2 separate regions of the Pan troglodytes genome follow, and region 1 is linked to region 2. The links are chromatin contacts, called in public Hi-C maps. All regions are on one chromosome and are shown on one strand. Each heading gives the region's core, a stretch centred on a gene start, on an enhancer-like site or on the middle of the called end of the contact. The rest is flanking DNA. Distances are from core to core; before and after follow the strand shown.

The links. Hi-C and Micro-C count contacts between places; a contact is called where the count stands out from the background.
Region 1: a Hi-C map of induced pluripotent stem cells shows a contact between it and region 2, with 1.8 times the contacts expected there. The contact joins the promoter of LOC129144001 here to the enhancer-like site in region 2. A contact is called at or near these places in 3 of 7 Hi-C or Micro-C datasets (induced pluripotent stem cells and stem cell-derived neural progenitor cells).

The regions. Positions count from the first base shown.
Region 1 is chr4:99,883,311-99,887,600 of NHGRI_mPanTro3-v2.0_pri, forward strand. LOC129144001 (putative inactive deoxyuridine 5'-triphosphate nucleotidohydrolase-like protein FLJ16323) reads right to left here and starts at 2,982. Exons shown (of 5, transcript XM_063811434.1): 1 at 2,462-2,982. The coding sequence starts at 2,919. The coding sequence ends at 2,467.
Region 2 is chr4:99,717,536-99,722,217 of NHGRI_mPanTro3-v2.0_pri, forward strand. The region is part of intron 2 of LOC129144001 (putative inactive deoxyuridine 5'-triphosphate nucleotidohydrolase-like protein FLJ16323); the gene reads right to left. Among named protein-coding and RNA genes, the nearest start is that of SLCO4C1, 300 kb to the right of the region's middle. Within about 2 kb of position 1,931, at least 2 of the 24 cell types and tissues checked have an H3K27ac peak or open chromatin away from gene starts, as enhancers often do. A contact at or near this core is called in induced pluripotent stem cells, where this site is marked.

The DNA.
Region 1 (4,290 bases), core at 1,732-4,231, 170 kb after region 2:
AAAACCATGCTTAAAAAAGTAAAGAAATGTATGATGACAACCTCCCATCAAATAGATCAATAAAGAGATAGAAATTAAACAAAGGAAACAAAAATTCTTATTGTTTTCACATATAGAGATATAATGTACATATTATTGATATTGCAGTATAAATATGTATATAGCGTATGCGTATATATATTTACACGCCTCATAGTATTGTGAAAATTAAGCAAGATTATTTGTATAAGACATATACCTTACCATTTTTAATCAACATGAATTAGCTGTCCATATTACTGTCTTTACGTTTCCAAAGCAGATAATTGGGTAAGAAATTTTATCTGTGACTTTGTGACAGAGTCAAGCTGTTTCCCATAGAAAAGCATAAATGTTACATCAACTACAAACATAACAACAGAAATAATAATATTATAATAATTAACATTTGATGTTCGATATCTATGTGCCAAGGACTACACTGTTTTACATGAATTATTGTCTTGATCTTCACAAACTTTCTATTAAGCAGTTAGTTTTTATATTTTTTTGAAATTCTAGGTTATAAGAAAGGAAATATACCCTAAATTTACTAAAAAGTAAACACATACATGCATATTTCACACTGTGTGGTCCTCAGATAAGTTAAACATTTCTCTATAATGAACAATTCTGTATTCTACAACACAGATTCAAGTACCTAAATGATACATTTTTCATAAAGTAAAGCTCATCATACATTCACTCACTGAGAAAAACAATGAACTTTGGAGGAGTTGTTAAATGACTTGGTTGTAAAGGGATAAGATTTATTGCCCTACAAAAGCTAACTCCTTGCTGGGAATTTACTCAGTCTGACTGCATCTCCCAGGAAGAAAAATAAGACCACAGTGACTGCCATTGTCCTCTAACGCCAGTCAATGTCATCTGAAACCTTCTCATTACTGTGTAAAAGCAGAATCCACGGACTTTTGCATCAAGCATTATACAGGAGCACTTTAGACGAGAAACCAAGAAGGCAAGAGGTGTGGCTGTAGAATCATATTTTGTCCCAGCCTGAATCACTCTGACTATAGAGGTCACTCATCTCCTGAACTACACACAAACATTAATACATTGTGGAATATCATTCCCAGTTCAGGTAAACTATTTGCTTTGAGTTTTCCACAGTCTTTAAAAGCCTCCCAACTACATGAAACAGAATTCTAGATTGTATTTAAATTGTCACATTGCCATCTTGTGGCTGCCATGGGTAAAAGAGGAAAACTGATCATTACTGTGGGGCCCTGAGGCCTTGCCCCTCTGCATGATGCTATCGCAACTGCCTGAGTTCTGTGAGGATAATAATGCTCTGTTACTCTCACAGGGACCTGATACAGTATTGAAGAACTTACGTATTATATAGGGAGTGTAATTGCTGTGCAGGAAAAAGCATCTAATAAGTATAAAATAAGTGAAAATTAAGTTGAAATCTGAAAAGGTCTTGATACAAAGCATTACACTGTACTCCAGAGATGGACCTATGAGGTCAAAATTTGTTCAGCGGCCTCTACTATTTTCTTTAACTCTGACATTTACAGAATGAATGCTTCCAATGGCATAACAGATTTCCAGACACCTGATTCAGGCAGTTACAGGTCCAGTTTAAAGCAGAGGTCCCTCTAGTGCAAATTCCCCCTGCTTGGCTGATTCTGAGAGCTCCACTAAGGCCTGCCTCAAGACAAATATAATTCCCATGCCCACTCTGCTGCCTTAAATTCCCAACCCTATTTTACTTTGAGTTATTATTTTCAAAAAACCTTTATCTGAAACATAAATGGCATGTTCTAGTATGGCTACATATAAACATCTAATTACATTTGCCTGTGGAATCATTAATTAATCAAAATTTGTAAACTTGCATATTGAGATCTAATAAGAAAAGTATAAATTTTGAAAAGTAGAAGTGGGTTGTTTTTCAATAATGTTCCAGGGCAGGACAATTTTCAAAAAGTAGATGATATAGCTGGGTGACAAAGGAAGAAGCTCCTGCTAAGTTGACTGGAGAGGTGGAACAGGGGTTAGGTAGTTACTCAGGAAGCCTGGAAGGAGGAAAGGGGGAAAAAAAGGCAGCCCAGGGCATTTAAAGAAAAATTACAAAATCTGGAACAGTGCATCTTAGTGTCTCAGTTTGAGACTACTTTGCAATTTCAGACCCATAACTGTCTCCCTATGCACTCTAAGGAAAGAGTGCAAGTGATAGAAAGCAAGTGGCAGTTCCCAAGAAGCTGCCACTGTGAAGAGAATGAGCAACCACAGGATGAAAAGGCTCAAAGACCTCCAGCTTATGTGGTAGAGCATCTCTGGAAGTGAACTCTCAAAAAACACAGCTTAACCATTACGCACGCATTATATTTATTTCCAAAACCCTATTCATCATGGAAGATTTTTACTGAGTAATAATCTCAAAGTAAAAAATAATTATTGCCACTCTTCAACTTACCCCAGCTATTGAGAGGTGACAGCATACTGGCAGCCCTCACAGACCTCGCTGGCTCTCGGTGCCTCCTTGGCCTCAGCGCCCATTCTGGCCGCGCTTGAGGAGCCCTTCAGCCCGCCGCTGCACCGTGGTAACCCTTCTCTGGGCTGGCCGAGGCCGCAGCCGGCTCCCTGGGCTTGTGGGGAAGTGTGGAGGGAAAGGCACGGGCGGGAACCGCGGCTTCTCAGGGCGCTTGCGGGCCAGCTAGAGTTCCGGGTGGGCGTGGGCTTGGCGGGCCCCGCACTGGGAACGCCTGCGGGCCCTGCGGCCCCGGGCAGTGAGGTGCTTAGCACCCGGGCCAGCAGCTGTGGAGTGTACGCCAGGTCCCCCAGCAGTGCCGGCCCACTGGCGCTGTGCTCTATTTCTCGCCGGGCCTTAGCTGCCTCCCCGCGAGGCAGGGCTGGGGACCTGCAGCCCGCCATGCCTGAGTCTCCCGGCAGCCCGCCGTGGGCTCCTGCGCGGCCTGAGCCTCTCCCGGAAGCACCGCCCCCTGCTCCACGGCGCCCGGTCCCATCCACCGCCCAAGGGCTGAGGAGTGCCAGCGCAAGGCGCGGGACTGGCGGGCAGCTCCACCTAAGGCCCCTGTGGGAGATCCACTGGGTGAGGCCGGCGGGGCTCCTGAGTCTAGTGGGGACTTGGAGAATCTGCATGTCTAGCTAAGGGATTGTGAATACACCAGTCAGCACTCTGTATCTAGCTCAAGGTTTGTAAACACACCAATCAACACCCTGTGTCTACCTCAGGGGGTTTGTGGATGCACCAATCGGCACTCTGTATCTAGCTAATCTGGTGGGGACTTGGAGAATCTTTATGTCTAGCTAAGGGATTGTGAATGCACCAATCGGCACTCTGTATCTAGCTCAAGGTTTGTAAATGCACCAATCAGCACTCTGTGTCTAGCTCAGAGTTTATAAATACACCAATTCGACACTCTGTATCTAGCTAATCTAGTGGGGAAGTGGAGAACTTTTGTGTCTAGCTCACGGATTGTAAATGCACCAATCAGCACCCTGTCAAAACGGACCAATCAACTCTCTGTAAAATGGACCAATCAGCAGGATGTGGGTGGGGCCAGATAAGAGAATAAAAGCAGGCTGCCTTAGCCAGCAGTGGCAACCCCCTGGGGTTCTCTTCCACACTGTGGAAGCTTTGTTCTTTCCCTCTTTGCAATGAATCTTGCTGCTGCTCACTCTCTGGGTCCACACTGCCTTTATAAGCTGTAACACTCACCGTGAAGGTCTGCAGCTTCACTCCTGAAGCCAGCAAGACCACAAACCCACCGGGAGGAACGAGCAACTCCAGACACGCCACCTTAAGAGCCATTAACACTCACCGAGAAGGTCTGCAGCTTCACTCCTGAGCCAGTGAGACCAAACCACCAGAAGGAAGAAACTCCAAACACATCCAAACATCAGAAGGAACAAACTCCGGACACGCTGCCTTTAAGAACTGTAACACTCGCCGCGAGGGTCCATGGCTTCATTCTTGAAGTCAGTGAGACCAAGAACCCACCAATTCCGGACACACTATCATCAAACGGTGGGAAACAAGTTAAATGGTTTATTAGGTTTAAAGTGCCATTTTCCATTTACCTTGAATCCCCATATTTCTTTTAATCTTAAAAATGTTATGTTGTCTTACTTGGTCTCCCATTGACTCTGGATTTGTAATTTTTTGTAAATAATAGACATGTATCTCCAACTCATTAAATTATTTCTACTCCTTGTATTTATTGTCTACTCTTAAGAGGTATGTATCAAAACCATCCTTTGTGGAACCTCACTATGCTTATA
Region 2 (4,682 bases), core at 681-3,180:
GGTTTGGTATGATTTTAATTTTTTTGGATTTATCAAGGCTTGCTTCACCACCAAGCGTGTGGTTGATCTTAGAATATGTTCCATGTGCAGATGAGAGGAATGTATATTCTGTAGTTGTAGGGTAAAGTATTCTGTAGGTGTCATTAGGTACAGTTGGTCAAGTGTCAAGTTGAAGTCCAGAGTTTCTTTGCGAGTTTTTTGCCTCCGAGATCTGTCTAACACTGTCAGTGGGGTGTTAATGTCTCCCACTATTATTCTGTGATTGTCTAAGTCTTTTTGTTGGCCAGGAACCCATTTTATGAATCTGGGTGCTCCAATGTTGGGGGTGTATATATTTAGAATAGTTAAGGCTTCTTGTTGGATTGTACCCTTTATCGTTATGTAATGCCCTTCATTGTCCTTCTTAATTTTGATTGGTTTAAAGTTTGTTTTATCTGATACAGGAATAGACTCCTGCTCTTTTTGGTTTTCCATTTGCATGCTATATATTAGTCTACTCTTTTATTTAGCCCTTGGATATCATTATATGGGAGGTGGGTCTCTTAAAGACAACAGATGTTTGCGTCTTGTCTTTGTATCCAGTCTGACACTGTGTCTTTTAAGTTAGACATTTAGACTATTTATACTCAAGGTTAGCATTGATATGTGTGATTTTTATCCTGTCATAGTGTTGCTAGCTGGTTGTTACGTAGACTTGATGCGTAGTTGCATTTTATAGTGCCTGTGGGCCGTATGCTTAGATGTGCTTTTGTGATAGCAAGTGTCCTTCTTTAGAATCCATATTTAACAGTCCCTTAAAAACTTCTTGTAAGACTGGTCTAGTTGAAACATATTCCCGCAATATTTGCCTGTCTGAAAAGGATTTTATTTCTCCCTCACTTATGAAACTTAGTAAGGCAGAATATTAAATTCTTGGTTGGGTTTTATTTTCTTAAAGGACACTGAAAATAGGCCCTCAATGTCTTCTGGCTGATAAAAGTTTCTGCTGAGAGGTCTTCTGCTAGCCTGATGGGGTTCCTTCTTTAGGTTACCTGAACCTTCCTCTCTAGCTACTTTTAAGATGTTTTCTTTTTCACTGGCCTTAGTGAATCTGATGACTATGTGTCTTGGGGATGGTTGCCTTGTATAGTATCTGGCTGGAGTTCTCTGTATTTCTTAGATTTTCATGTCAACCTCTCTAGCAAGATTAAGGAAATTGCTGTGGAATATATCCTCAAATATAATGCTCAAGTTGCTTATTCTCCCTTCTTCTCTCTCAGGAATGCCACTGAGTCACAGGTTTGTCTCTTTAGATGATCCTGTATTTCTCAGAGGTTTTGCTCATTTTTCTTAATTCTTCTGTCTTTATTTTTGTCTGACTTAGTTGATTTGAAGCATTAGCCTGAAGACTCTTTCCTCAGCTTGGCTATGTTGCAGTTAATACTTTCAAATGTATTATGAAATTATCATACCGAATTTTTCAGCTCAAGAAGCTCAGTTTGGATTTTTCTTAAAATGGGAGTTTCATCTTTCAGCTCTTGAATAGTTTTACTGTATTGTTTCACTATGTTAGATTGTTTCAAGTTTCTTCTTGATTTCAATGAGCTTCCTTGCCATCCAGATTCAGAGTTCCATGTCTGTTATTTCAGACAATTCAGACAAGTTAAGAACCATCACTGGGGAGCTAGTGGGCTCATTTGGAGGTAAGGGAACACTCTGGCTTTTTGAATTGCCAGAGTTATTTCACTGATCCTTTCCCACCTGGCAGGGCTGGTATTTCTTTAGTTGTGGTGTAAACTGAGAATTGCCCATTGCCTTCATTTTTGGAATTTCAGAAGACTAATGCTTTGTACAGATTCTTTGTTGTAGCGTTCTTGCTGTTTCCAATGAGAGAGAATTTTTGATGTAGTTTGGGCTGCGATCCAATAGATGGCACTTGAGAGCCATAGGCAGTTCCTAGCCACACAGTTCCTTTGTATATCTTCACATTTGCAGTTGTGTTCTGCAGTGCGATGGGGATAGAGGTGACACCCTCACCAGATCTGCTCAAAGGCCCCGGGGGAGCTACCCCTGATCACCAGCAATCTTCTCATGATTTTCTTTCCTGTTGCTTTTAGGTCTTTCAGGCCACAGGGCTCCCTTGGGGAGAAGTCCCTTAGAGAATCAGGCCACACCCCAACCGAGTGGAAGGAGGCACAGCCAGGTCCCACATCAGCCCATCAAACTGTGCAACCCAGCTCTTCCAGTTTTCTGAGAGTGTGACTCCTGCCCCTTTCAAATGCAGAGCACAGCTCGCAGCTCAGTACTTCTGAGCCACAGGCCATAGCTCTAAGGTACTAGGACCCTCTCACAGCTCCCTCCTCCGGGCGCTTGGAGTTGGGTTTTGGGTGCAGCCTGACATCTAAAGGACATCTACGTTGCTGGAAAGTATGTAGGTGGAGCAAAGCAACTGAGCTGGGAAGCAGAGGCTGCATTATATACAAACTTGTATGGAGTAGCCAGGCAGTGGCCCTAGGAGAGGCTGGCGGATAGGTGGGCCTGCAGGAAAGATAAGTCCCAGTCCCAGGGAGAAACTGGCCTGGCTTTCCCCATAGCCATAAGCTGGGGCCACAGCCTCTCAAAGGTAGATGGGCAGCCCTAGGGAATGGGTGCTTACAGCTGAGCTTTGCCAGAGCTGATCCACTCAAAGGTCCCCAGCTTTGTGCTTGCTGCAGCTCCAAGTCCATCTAATCTCCAGGGAGAATCCCCTGCCGGCTCACACATTCATGGGCTGTGGGGTCACTGCAGCTAGGATTCCAAAGGTTTGCAGCAAGAGTGAACAGTCCCCCAGTCCCTTCACTCATCCATACCCAGGCATCTTTTGGAGCAGTGAACCAGATGTAGCATTTAGATAACCACATAGGGTTCCTAGTCTCCTCTCTCATCAGCATCAGTGACTGTGTCTTCACCATCCACATTTGGCATTTTTTCCCCAAAGGTCTGTACAAATTATGTTGGTATGGCCAAAATCCTGGTTTCTCTCTGTGAGAGTGGCGCTTCCCAGTTGCATCTAGTTACTTATCTTAAACACATAACCACATTTTCTTTATCCAGTTGACCATTGATGTACACTTGGGTTAATTCCATGTCTTTACTATTATGAATAGTGCTGAGATAAACATATAAGTAAAGGTATCTTTTTTATGGAAAATTTATTTCCTTTGGGGTATGTAATCAGTAATAGGGTTGTTCAGTCAAATGATAATTCTATTTTTAGCTCTTCGAGAAATCTTCTGATATAGTTTGGATATGTATCCTCTCCAAATCTCATGTTGAAACGTGATCCTCAATTTTGGAGGTGGGGCCTACTGAGAGATATTTGGGTAATGAGGCTGGATCCCTCAGGAACAGCTTGGAGCCCTCCTGGAGGTAATGAGTGAGTTCTTGCTGAGTTCAAAGGAGATCTGGTTGTTTAAAAGAGTGTAACACTTCCCCATCAATCTTGCTTCCTCCTTTGCCATGTAACATGCTGACTCATTTCCCCTTCCCCTTATGCTATGATTGTAAGCTCCCTGAGGCAGATGCCAGCACCAAGCTTCCTTTACAGTCTACAGAACCATGAGCCAAAATAAAACTCTTTTCTTTACAAATTGCCTAGTCTCAGGTATTCTTTTATAGCAGGGGTCCCCAACCCCTGGGCCACAGACCAGTACAGATTTGTGGCCTGTTAGGGACCCTGCCACAGAGCAGTAGGTGAGTAACCAGCAAGCATTACCCCTGAGCTCCGCCTCCTGTCAGATCAGGGGCAGCCTTAGATTCTCATAGGACTGTGAACTCTATTGTGAGCTACACATGCAAAGTATCTACGTTATGTTCTTTATGACAATCTAACTAATGCCTGATGATCTGAGGTGGAACAGTTTCATCCCAAAACTATCTCCGCAACTCTGCCCTGTTCATGGAAAAATTGTGCCAAAAAGGTTAGGGACCACTGCTTTATAGCATCTCCAAATGGCTTCACACAGAGGCTGAAATAGTTTACATTCCTATCAACAGTGTATAAAGTGTATATTCCCTTTTCCCTGCAACCTCGCCTATGTATGTTATTTTTTGATGATGTTATTTTTGATGGTTATATTTTTAATAATAGCCATTCTGACTGGTGTGAGACGTTATCTTATTGTGGTTTTGATGTTTATCTCTCTAATGATTAGAGATGTCAAGCATTTTTTCATCTTTTTTTGGCCACATGTATGTCTTCTTTTAAGAATTGTCTGTTCATGCTCCTTGCTCACTTTTTAATGGGGTAATTTGTCTTTTATTGTTGATTTGTTTAAGTTTGATTTGTTTCATTTTATTGATTGTTTCCTTTGGTGTGCAGAAGCTTTTAAGTTTGATGTAGTGCCACTTACTTATTTTTGCTTTTGTTACCTGTGCGTTTGGTGTCATGTTCAAAAAAATCAGTGCCAAAACCAATGTTAAGAAGAGTCTTCCCTATTTTTTCTTATAGGAGGTTTACAGTTTCTATCCTTAAGTATTTAATCCACTTTGGGTTGATCTTTGTGTGTGGTGTAAGATGAGTCCTATTGCATTCTTTTGCATGTAGATATCCAGTATTTCCAACACAATTTATTGAAGAGGCCACCCTTTTCTCATTGTATATTCTTGGTGTCCATGTCAAAATTAGTTGACCTTATATGCATGGGTTATTTCTGGGCTCTCTA